Regions from separate parts of the Sus scrofa genome. Here regions 2 and 3 are each linked to region 1. The links are chromatin contacts, called in public Hi-C maps. All regions are on one chromosome and are shown on one strand. Each heading gives the region's core, a stretch centred on a gene start, on an enhancer-like site or on the middle of the called end of the contact. The rest is flanking DNA. Distances are from core to core; before and after follow the strand shown.

Region 1 (2,700 bases), core at 88-2,587:
GAAGGGAGGAAAGGAGGGAGGGTGGGCGAGAGGAAGGAAGGAAGGAGGGGGAAAAAAGGAAAACCCCCAACAAAATGCCAAAACTAAAAATAAAATGCTTGATATTCATATTAACGTCTCCACTCGCACAAGGCACCCACAGCAAGCTGCTCAGTCCTAGAACGGATGTGACACCAAGAGTGAGAAAAAACAAGCTTGCAGGATCCCGGATGAGAGGTGGAACCCAGAGTTTCCCCAGGAGTCTTCGAGTTTATTCTTCCAGGAACATGGCTAACACCCCTCTTTTTCTGTTCTGACCTTCTAACAGGATGCAGTCCACGAGCCAGCTAGACATGTAAAATCTATTTGTTTCAATAACTCAGAGGAGAAAGAGAACTAGAAGGTTTTTTGCAAGCGGAATCTATTTGGCAAGCGGAATCTGTTTCTATGAGAAAATTCTCCTGCATCTCCGAGCGAGGGGTCTCAAAGCGTCACCCTTCAAGTTCTCAAAATGCACGCCAAGGGGATGGATCTCACCCCCATGCTAAGCTAGCCTTTGTGAGCTAAAGCATAAACGGCAAAGCACATGCCAATATAATATCTATTTTTCTGATCCCAGAGGAAGGTGAAGCAGAGCTGTCCAGACTCCAATCATCAAGTAGGTAAAGTCTGTCACCGGATCCTTCCCCTTTTGTCCCCTAAGGTGCCTGCTCTTAAGCCCCAGGGATTTCTGCTGTGTACGTCTTTGTCGTTTCCGCTCTTACTCTATCAATATTAATACCAGTGAGATACACTGTTTTAATATGAATGCATGGGGTTCATGGCTTTCCCTCCTAAAAAAATATTCGCTTAAACCTTCAACTGTTAAATTGAGGAATCCAAAGCTTTAGATGCCTTTACATTCCAGCATCAGCGGGCAGCCAACCTGCTGAATGGGGAGGCAGGGTAGGGTAACTCCCCTGTTTTTAAAAGCTTATTTTTCTTCATGTTGGGGCCTGCCGTAAAGATAGAAATCCGTTGAAATCGCAGGTTGGGTTCATACTCCACTATGACCACGGGCAAAACCTCTAACTGAGCCTCGGTGATTCATGTCTAGAGCAGGAAGTACGGTCAGAGAGGATAAGGTTATAATAATTACGAGACAATGAATATAAAAGGGCTGGCACACTGCTATCTTAAATATCAGAAAGGACACTGTGGTTCCCAAGGGTAGTGAAATGCAGCCCCAGGTTGAGGAGCCACACCCGCTAAGGGCCGGCATCACTGGGAACTTAAAAGTCACTGGGAACTGGAAGAGCCAGGTTCTCACCAGTTTCTCAAAGCTTGTGTGGCCTCGGGCCATGGAGCCAGGCGCCCCCTACAGGCAGGCTGGGGATAGTCCTTCTCTGGTACTGTTCTTTTCTCAGCATCCCTGCTCCTCTCCTCTCCTTCCCCCTCCCCCTGATCCAGGAAGCCCAGAGATATCACAGGCCACTCCTCACAGTGCCACCTCCCCTTCCCAGCCCCACCCTCCATCCTGCAGCAGGGCAGACCTGACATAGGCACTGGGAAACCCCAAAATTTGTGTGTTTGGCTTTATTGCAATATTCATTCTATTGTGGCAATCTGGGACCAGCCGAACCAGCAGGATCTCCGTGGTCTGCCTGTGATGGATTTTTCACGGGGAAACCTCCAACAGCCTTGACTTCGCACAGCCTTGAGCCCCTGGCAGCCAGAGGCTAATTTAAAACAAATTTCCAGTAAGGAGAGGCACATTTTGAAATGAGCAGATGACCTACTGGAGAGAGAGAGAGAGCCCGGCCCCACCGTAACTAAGGGGAGGAGGGGTTGCAAAGCCCTAGGTTTGGCTCAGGCTCCTTTTGGAGGTCTGGGCAGAATTTGACAAATCAAATATTCACATTTTGGCAAGGTTTGGAGAGGCAGGCGAGAGCAAAACCACAACAGAACGGGAGGCTCCAACCAGAAGCCAGGCAGGCATGGCGTGCCAGGCAGAGTGAAGGGGAAGAAGCAACCGGACTGGGGTAGACAGCAGGGTGGGAAGGGCACCACGGGGTGGGATTCATGGAAGGCAATGAAGGGGACCGCCTGCTAGCAGCACCCCAGGAGATCTCAGAACAGTGGCATGAGGGACGCGGGCTTGGGTCCCCATTGGTCCCTGTGTCTCTGCTAGGATTTTCCAGCTCAGCCTCTGCAGGCACAGTCTCCTCTGGAAGCACCAGGACCTGGTGGGAAGGGCCACGGAAGCCGAATCCACAAACCAGGAGTCCCCGGGTCTGGTTGTCTCCTGGGACAAGACCTCGCAGAGGGGAGATTGGCCAAGGCCCTCTGACCAGGTCTGAACATGGCGAGAAGACAGTGGGGAGCAGTTTCAAGTGCTTCCCGAGAACCCCTCAATAAAAAGAGAAAGAAGAACGGGATCAAGGAAATGGTTCACTGCTATTTACAACAGCCTAGACCTGGAAGCAACCGAGATGTCCATCCACAGAGGACTGGATAAAGACGATGTACATATAGGCAATGGAATATTACGCAGCCACAAAAAGAACAAAATAATGGCATTTGTAGCAACATGGTTGGACCTAGAGCTTATCATACTAAGTGCAGTAAGTCAGAGAAAGGCATCTATCATCTAAAATCACTAATATGTGGAATCTAATAGAAATGATACAAAAGAATTTATTCACACAACAGAAATAGACTCAAAGATTTTGCAACTAAGTT
Region 2 (2,700 bases), core at 14-2,513, 180 kb before region 1:
ATTTATCACACTGCTCCTTCTTAGGGCCATCCTCTGACCACTTCTTTATCCTCCTGTCCCCCCAAACTCTTTTTTTTTTTCTTAGGGCCGCACCTGCAGCATATGGAAGTTCTGGGCTAGGGGTTGAATTAGAGCTGCAGCTGCCGGCCGACACTACAGCCACAGCCACAGCCACGCGGGATCCGAGCCGCGTCTGCAACCACAGCTCACGACAACACCAGATCCCCGACCCACGAAGCGAGGCCGGGGAGGGAGCCTGCATCCTCACGGATACTAGTTGGATTCTTAACCCGCTGAGACACAACAGGAGCTCATCCCCAAACTCTCTTGGTCCTGAAAGCAGCACAGACACCAGGAACAGCTGGTCTATGCGTGCGAGGGATGCATGTGACACTTGTGGGCTTCTGGTGTAGCTCTTGAAATGAGTGTAAAGAAAATAAAATACTCTCCCTGCTGTGGGCTAAAGGAGTCTTGATTGTAAAAAAAAAAAAAAAAGGCTTAAAATAAATATGACAACATAGTGATACTGGAGGGAGCACTGAATGTCTACTGAGAAAACAAAATATTGAAATTATATACTCTCAAATTTAAAAGAGATGTTCACATTTGTGGGGGTGGGGGGATAATGTGCTGAATTCTGCCTTTTGCTGGTCAGTGTGTCCATCCCTGATACGGATCCAGAGCAACTGACTGTGAATGAGATCAACAGGAGTAGGTGAAAGGGAGGCGGGAGGGTGGGGCGGGGAGGCGCAAATACAACCATCCTTATTATCTTCACTTCTTGGCCAAAAAAGGAGGCCCATTACTCTCGGCTTCCACGTGACCTCTAACAAGCATTCCCTGGAACTCGCTTCTTGGAGAGTTCTTTCAAGCCGCAGTGTTTAAGAGACAGAGGAAAAGAACAAAAGAAGGGGAGGACAGAGTGAAAACTGGCTGGGCTTTCTCATTTTCCAAGAGTAGCTGCTTTGGGTGGCACGTGCCCTCTTGTCCCACCCCGCCCCTCCCAAAGCCCCCAGGGACACAGGGGCATGTGGCTCACACCTGCTCTGGGGTCCGAGAACCTCACCAAGACACACCACACGCGCCGATCCGACAGGCCGGGAGACGTGCTGGATCGGGCTGTTTCAATGCTCTGTGGGTGGGGGGGGGGGCTCACAGGCTCAGCCTCCTACTTGACTTTTAAGTCCAAGCTCACTGGAGCAGACCAGAGCCCGCCTAGTGTGGTCCTCTCCTTGGATTCACAGCCTTGGGTTGCGTTCAAGCGGTGTCACCAGCTCCCACCCCGCACGCGCGCATGCACGCGCACGCGCACACACACACTCCAAGCGGGCTGTTTTCGGACCCACTTCCTGTGAAATGCCAGCCCCAGGAGTATGGCTGCAAGCAAGGGGCTCCTGGTACAGGCTGGAGAGAGGGACGCACTGTATTCTGTGTTCAGAGTAATCACTTCTCCAGTCGCCTGCTTTTAGTCTAGGAAACTTTCTCCCTTCACTTAACAGTATTTATTGAGCATCTAAGCCCATAATCCACTGCACTAAGCTTGGAAGACGTCCTGGTATTTGTCTCATTTCTCTAAAGCAAGCCTTTCGCATTGGGATCTCGCGGAATACCACAGGGGACCTGTACGCAGGAACCCACAGTCCCACCTCGTGCTTTGCTCTGAAGCAAGACGCTGATTGGTGGATGAAGTGCATTTGTACCCGTTTCCCCCGCGCGCCTGTCAGAAGACAAATCTGCTCCAGGTTAATCAGCAGGCACACAAAACTTGCTAGCCAGCTTTTGATTAACGACAGCCTCTGCTCGTAAGGAGCCATCTATTTATAACACAGTAATAAAAGCCAAAAGTCCTGCCCGTATGCTATAAACGATGATACAGGGCAAGTTAGGACCTGCGTGATCTTTCGTATTTTATCCCAAAACACCTTTATTTGAATGTCCCAACCTATCTTTTTTGCATTCTGGTTAATAACCGTTTGACACGGTTTCCCCAACCTCCACTATGACGTCATGCGCCTTGTGGATGGAAATTACCCGAGCTGTAATTCAGAATGCTCTCAGGGAGCTGGGCAAAGAAATCAAACAGACTGGCCATGCAGGAAGCAATAAAACAACCTGTTTGTATAAAGCCCGGGTTTCATAAAATGTGAGCGCCAGACCAGAAACCATCTCAGAGGTGAACTCGTCCAAGCTTTCCTTCTGGCGGTCGCAGCTCCCGGTTCCTGGTTGCCATGGGCGACTGGAGGACCGTCAAGTTCATAACCACAGCTCCTGCCCTCCACTCCTCCCGCAGACCACTGCCAGCACATCCTGTCCCGGGTCTGGGCTAATATTTATGCATCCCATGTGCAAAGTCTGCTAATGTCCTTTACAGAACACGCATGAAATCAGTGCTCAGATGAAGACATTATGTTTATTGGAGATGAAAGAAGGAAGAGGCAGAACATGGGGCAAGGCCCTGGCACTGGGGGCTGGGAAGGGAAACTGGGCTTTGGGACCCTAACCCTGCTCTCGACTTCATGAAGTGACAGTGAATTTCCCTAGCAGGGGAAGGAGCATTTACTACGAGTCCTGTTTGTGGAAGGGAAAAACTATAAACGTGTGTCTGCGATGTTTTCTTTGGTTTTAAATGCAAATGAAGCTGATGGTTCAATGCTTGGTTTCTTCAAACCACTCCTCCTCCTGTCTTTCTCTTCTGCTTCT
Region 3 (2,788 bases), core at 55-2,554, 230 kb before region 1:
TACACCAAAGCCACAGCAACATGGGATCCGAGCCACGTCTACAACCTACACCACAGCTCACGGCAACGCCGGATCCTTGACCCACTGAGCAAGGCCTGGGATCAAACCCGCAACCTCATGGTTCCTAGTCGGATTCATTAACCACTGAGCCACAACAGGAACTCCCTCAGTCCATTTTTTAAAGTTTTACTCAAGTACACGTGCTTTGCAACAGGGTGATAATTTCTGCTGTACGTCAAAGTGACTCAATCATACGTGAACACACACCCATTCCCTTTCAGATTCTTCTCCCACATAGATGATCACACAACACTGAGGAGAGTTCTCTGTGCTACACGGGAGATCTGCTCGTTGCACTTTTTACGATTTTCATGCGTCTTTCTCACCAGACTGTAAGTTCCTTGCGCTGGATAGAGACCGAGTTTCATAACCCTGTGGGATTCTAGGGCTGCTCTTTTTCTTTGCTGGCTGACACTTCTTATCCTGTGTTGCTCTTCTGTCACCTTTCGAAGCTGGCTACCATAAGGCAAAGTGTTTCCGGATCGCCTTCTCCATTTTTGGATGTGATTATACAGGGTTGGATCAAAAATGGAACTCATGACAGAGGGACATAAAATACTCTATCTCTGAAAGGCATCTGGACTTAGAGATTCCATCGCAAGCACAAATTCTCCTGTGAGATTATGAACCCCAGATACTTCCCGTAGCAGGAAGTCCAAGTACGCCCTGCAAGATGTGGGCTACACCGGAAGGCCTCTAAAAATCCACATCCCATCCTCCAAAACCATGTCCAGATTGTCCGCGCATTCATCCCAAGGAAACGCTGCTGGTTGTCTTTGGATCGACGGGAAGGACCATGTATTTACCAAGCAGCAATTTTATTGAAAGCAGCCTAAATCAAGCAGAGCAAGAACAGGGAGACGAGCTAGAAAGATCAGCCAAGATAAGAGGTCTCTCGGAAAGAAATGTTTGTTTTAATTTTAGGGGTATGACTCACACTCACTGAATGGGTGGCTGAGGTCTGGCCCTCAAGAGACGAATGGTTCATTTTGAAAAGTGGAGCAAGTGGGAAAATCTACGCTCTGCCTCCATTTTTTCTTTCCCCCCCAGAATGAGGCTGCTCGGTGGAGCCCAAGATGCCCCAAGTCTTTCCCAATCACCAGCAACACGGACAATGGGAGGGCACGCTACCTGCAGCTGTTTTCAATCAAAAAGCTGAGTAATTACCGCAGCCTCTCCCGGGGCTCGCAGGCGGCCCAGCATGAAGCTGGTGGAACATTAAGGACGTTGAATGAGCTGCCAGGAATTTGGCTGCCAAATCGCTCCTCCTCGCCCTGGCTCAGCACCATGAACTCAATCAGGTATTCATTCAACAGGAACGCCACGCTCTCTCTAGAAGGATGCTGTCGCCCTCGGAAAGAGGCACACCGTCACATCCACAGCCTCGCATAGGGGACATCCGGAATGGCTGGATGCTCTTTCCTTTAACTTAGGGTCTGGGAGGAAGAGACTCCTCCCTGGAGGCAGGACTTCTGAGATAAGCCATGAACGGAGGTGATAAGCTGGTCAAAGATGGAAGCGAAAATGGGCTTTGCTTATTCTATGCCTGTGGCGATGTCCGGTGCTTTCTTCCACAGCTCTTACTGATGGGCCATCCACAGATGGTTGACCTTGATGTTGCAGAGACTGGGGTGTGGTAAGGAGCCTCCTGGCTTTCGGTGATTGGTGACTCTAGGGAAGATATCCAACTTCCTAAGCTTCGGTTTCCTCTTGAAGAAAACGGAGAGAGTAACAAGCTCTGTTTCATGGGGTTCTTAGAGAATTGCATGGGACAAGGCAGTGCCCAGCCAGCAGGCTGGAGAACCAGAGAAAGATGTCCCTAAGAGTTAACTGCTTCCAGGCATCAAAGGACCTCCCATCAAGGATGCTGAGGGCACAAGCTTGGGATCCCAGCTGCCAGACGTGGAATCCTGGCTCCTTCACCTGCCAGCTGTGCCTCAGTGTACCTGACTCTATGATGGGAATTATATCAGTAACTCGGGTCTTAAGGTTTGTTGGGAGTTCAAGCATGCACCGAACACAGCCCGCGGCCTGGCCCACTGCACAACCTGTACATACTGGCTGCTGAAGCTATGATTCTCTCTTGAGAAGGGCCCTCCTGCCCCCACTGCCTCACCCTGGGTCATATTTTCTTTCTTTTTTATTTCGTGATTTTTATATTTTTCCATGATAGCTGGTTTACCGTGTTCTGTCAATTTTCTCCTCTACAGCAAGGGGACCCAGTCACACATACATTCTTTTTTCTCACATTATCATGCTCCATCATAAGGGACTAGATACAGTTCCTAGTGCTAGACAGCAGGACATATTTTCATCTGTCTTAAAAACACACGCTTTCCTCCCTCGGCTTCTCTCCCGGGGGGTTACTTCCTGCAACCCATGTGCCAGGCAATCGCGGCAAAGATGCTGGGCAGAACCATCTCTAATTAAAAGGTTCCTTGCCTCACCTCCGCAGCTCAGAAAGTTTCCCAAGCCTGTAAAACTTCTTCTAGAAAATAATCCATACGAGGGCAATGATATATATTGCCCCCTACCGGGACGAACAGCTTGCCTGCAGAACAAATGGTCTGTCCCATCTACCTTCACACATAAAATTCAGATGTGCTTACGTTTTTGGTTTGGGGTTGTCTGTATTAACTGCTGTTTCTTCCTGCAGTATCAATAGAAGCTTTCTGGCTGATCTGAACCTGGAGCATGGTACACACTTTAGACGCAATTACTCACTACA

Evidence for each region. A called contact is a pair of places that touch in the nucleus more often than the background predicts.
Region 2: a contact with region 1 is called in a Hi-C map of skeletal muscle, with 2.6 times the contacts expected there. The contact joins two enhancer-like sites. A contact is called at or near these places in 2 of 47 Hi-C or Micro-C datasets (embryonic fibroblasts and skeletal muscle) and 1 of 2 datasets of contacts at active chromatin or transcription factors (alveolar macrophages).
Region 3: a Hi-C map of subcutaneous adipose tissue shows a contact between it and region 1, with 2.2 times the contacts expected there. The contact joins two enhancer-like sites. A contact is called at or near these places in 14 of 47 Hi-C or Micro-C datasets (alveolar macrophages, blood, embryonic fibroblasts and 10 more) and 2 of 2 datasets of contacts at active chromatin or transcription factors (alveolar macrophages and skeletal muscle).

Annotation. Positions count from the first base shown.
Region 1 is chr7:12,567,619-12,570,318 of Sscrofa11.1, forward strand. All of the region lies in intron 3 of ATXN1 (ataxin-1), which reads right to left. Among named protein-coding and RNA genes, the nearest start is that of ATXN1, 160 kb to the right of the region's middle. Within about 2 kb of position 1,338, at least 12 of the 83 cell types and tissues checked have an H3K27ac peak or open chromatin away from gene starts, as enhancers often do. A contact at or near this core is called in skeletal muscle and subcutaneous adipose tissue, where this site is marked.
Region 2 is chr7:12,388,113-12,390,812 of Sscrofa11.1, forward strand. The region is part of intron 6 of ATXN1 (ataxin-1); the gene reads right to left. Among named protein-coding and RNA genes, the nearest start is that of GMPR, 140 kb to the left of the region's middle. Within about 2 kb of position 1,264, at least 19 of the 83 cell types and tissues checked have an H3K27ac peak or open chromatin away from gene starts, as enhancers often do. A contact at or near this core is called in skeletal muscle, where this site is marked.
Region 3 is chr7:12,333,942-12,336,729 of Sscrofa11.1, forward strand. The region is part of intron 6 of ATXN1 (ataxin-1); the gene reads right to left. Among named protein-coding and RNA genes, the nearest start is that of GMPR, 81 kb to the left of the region's middle. Within about 2 kb of position 1,305, at least 12 of the 83 cell types and tissues checked have an H3K27ac peak or open chromatin away from gene starts, as enhancers often do. A contact at or near this core is called in skeletal muscle and subcutaneous adipose tissue, where this site is marked.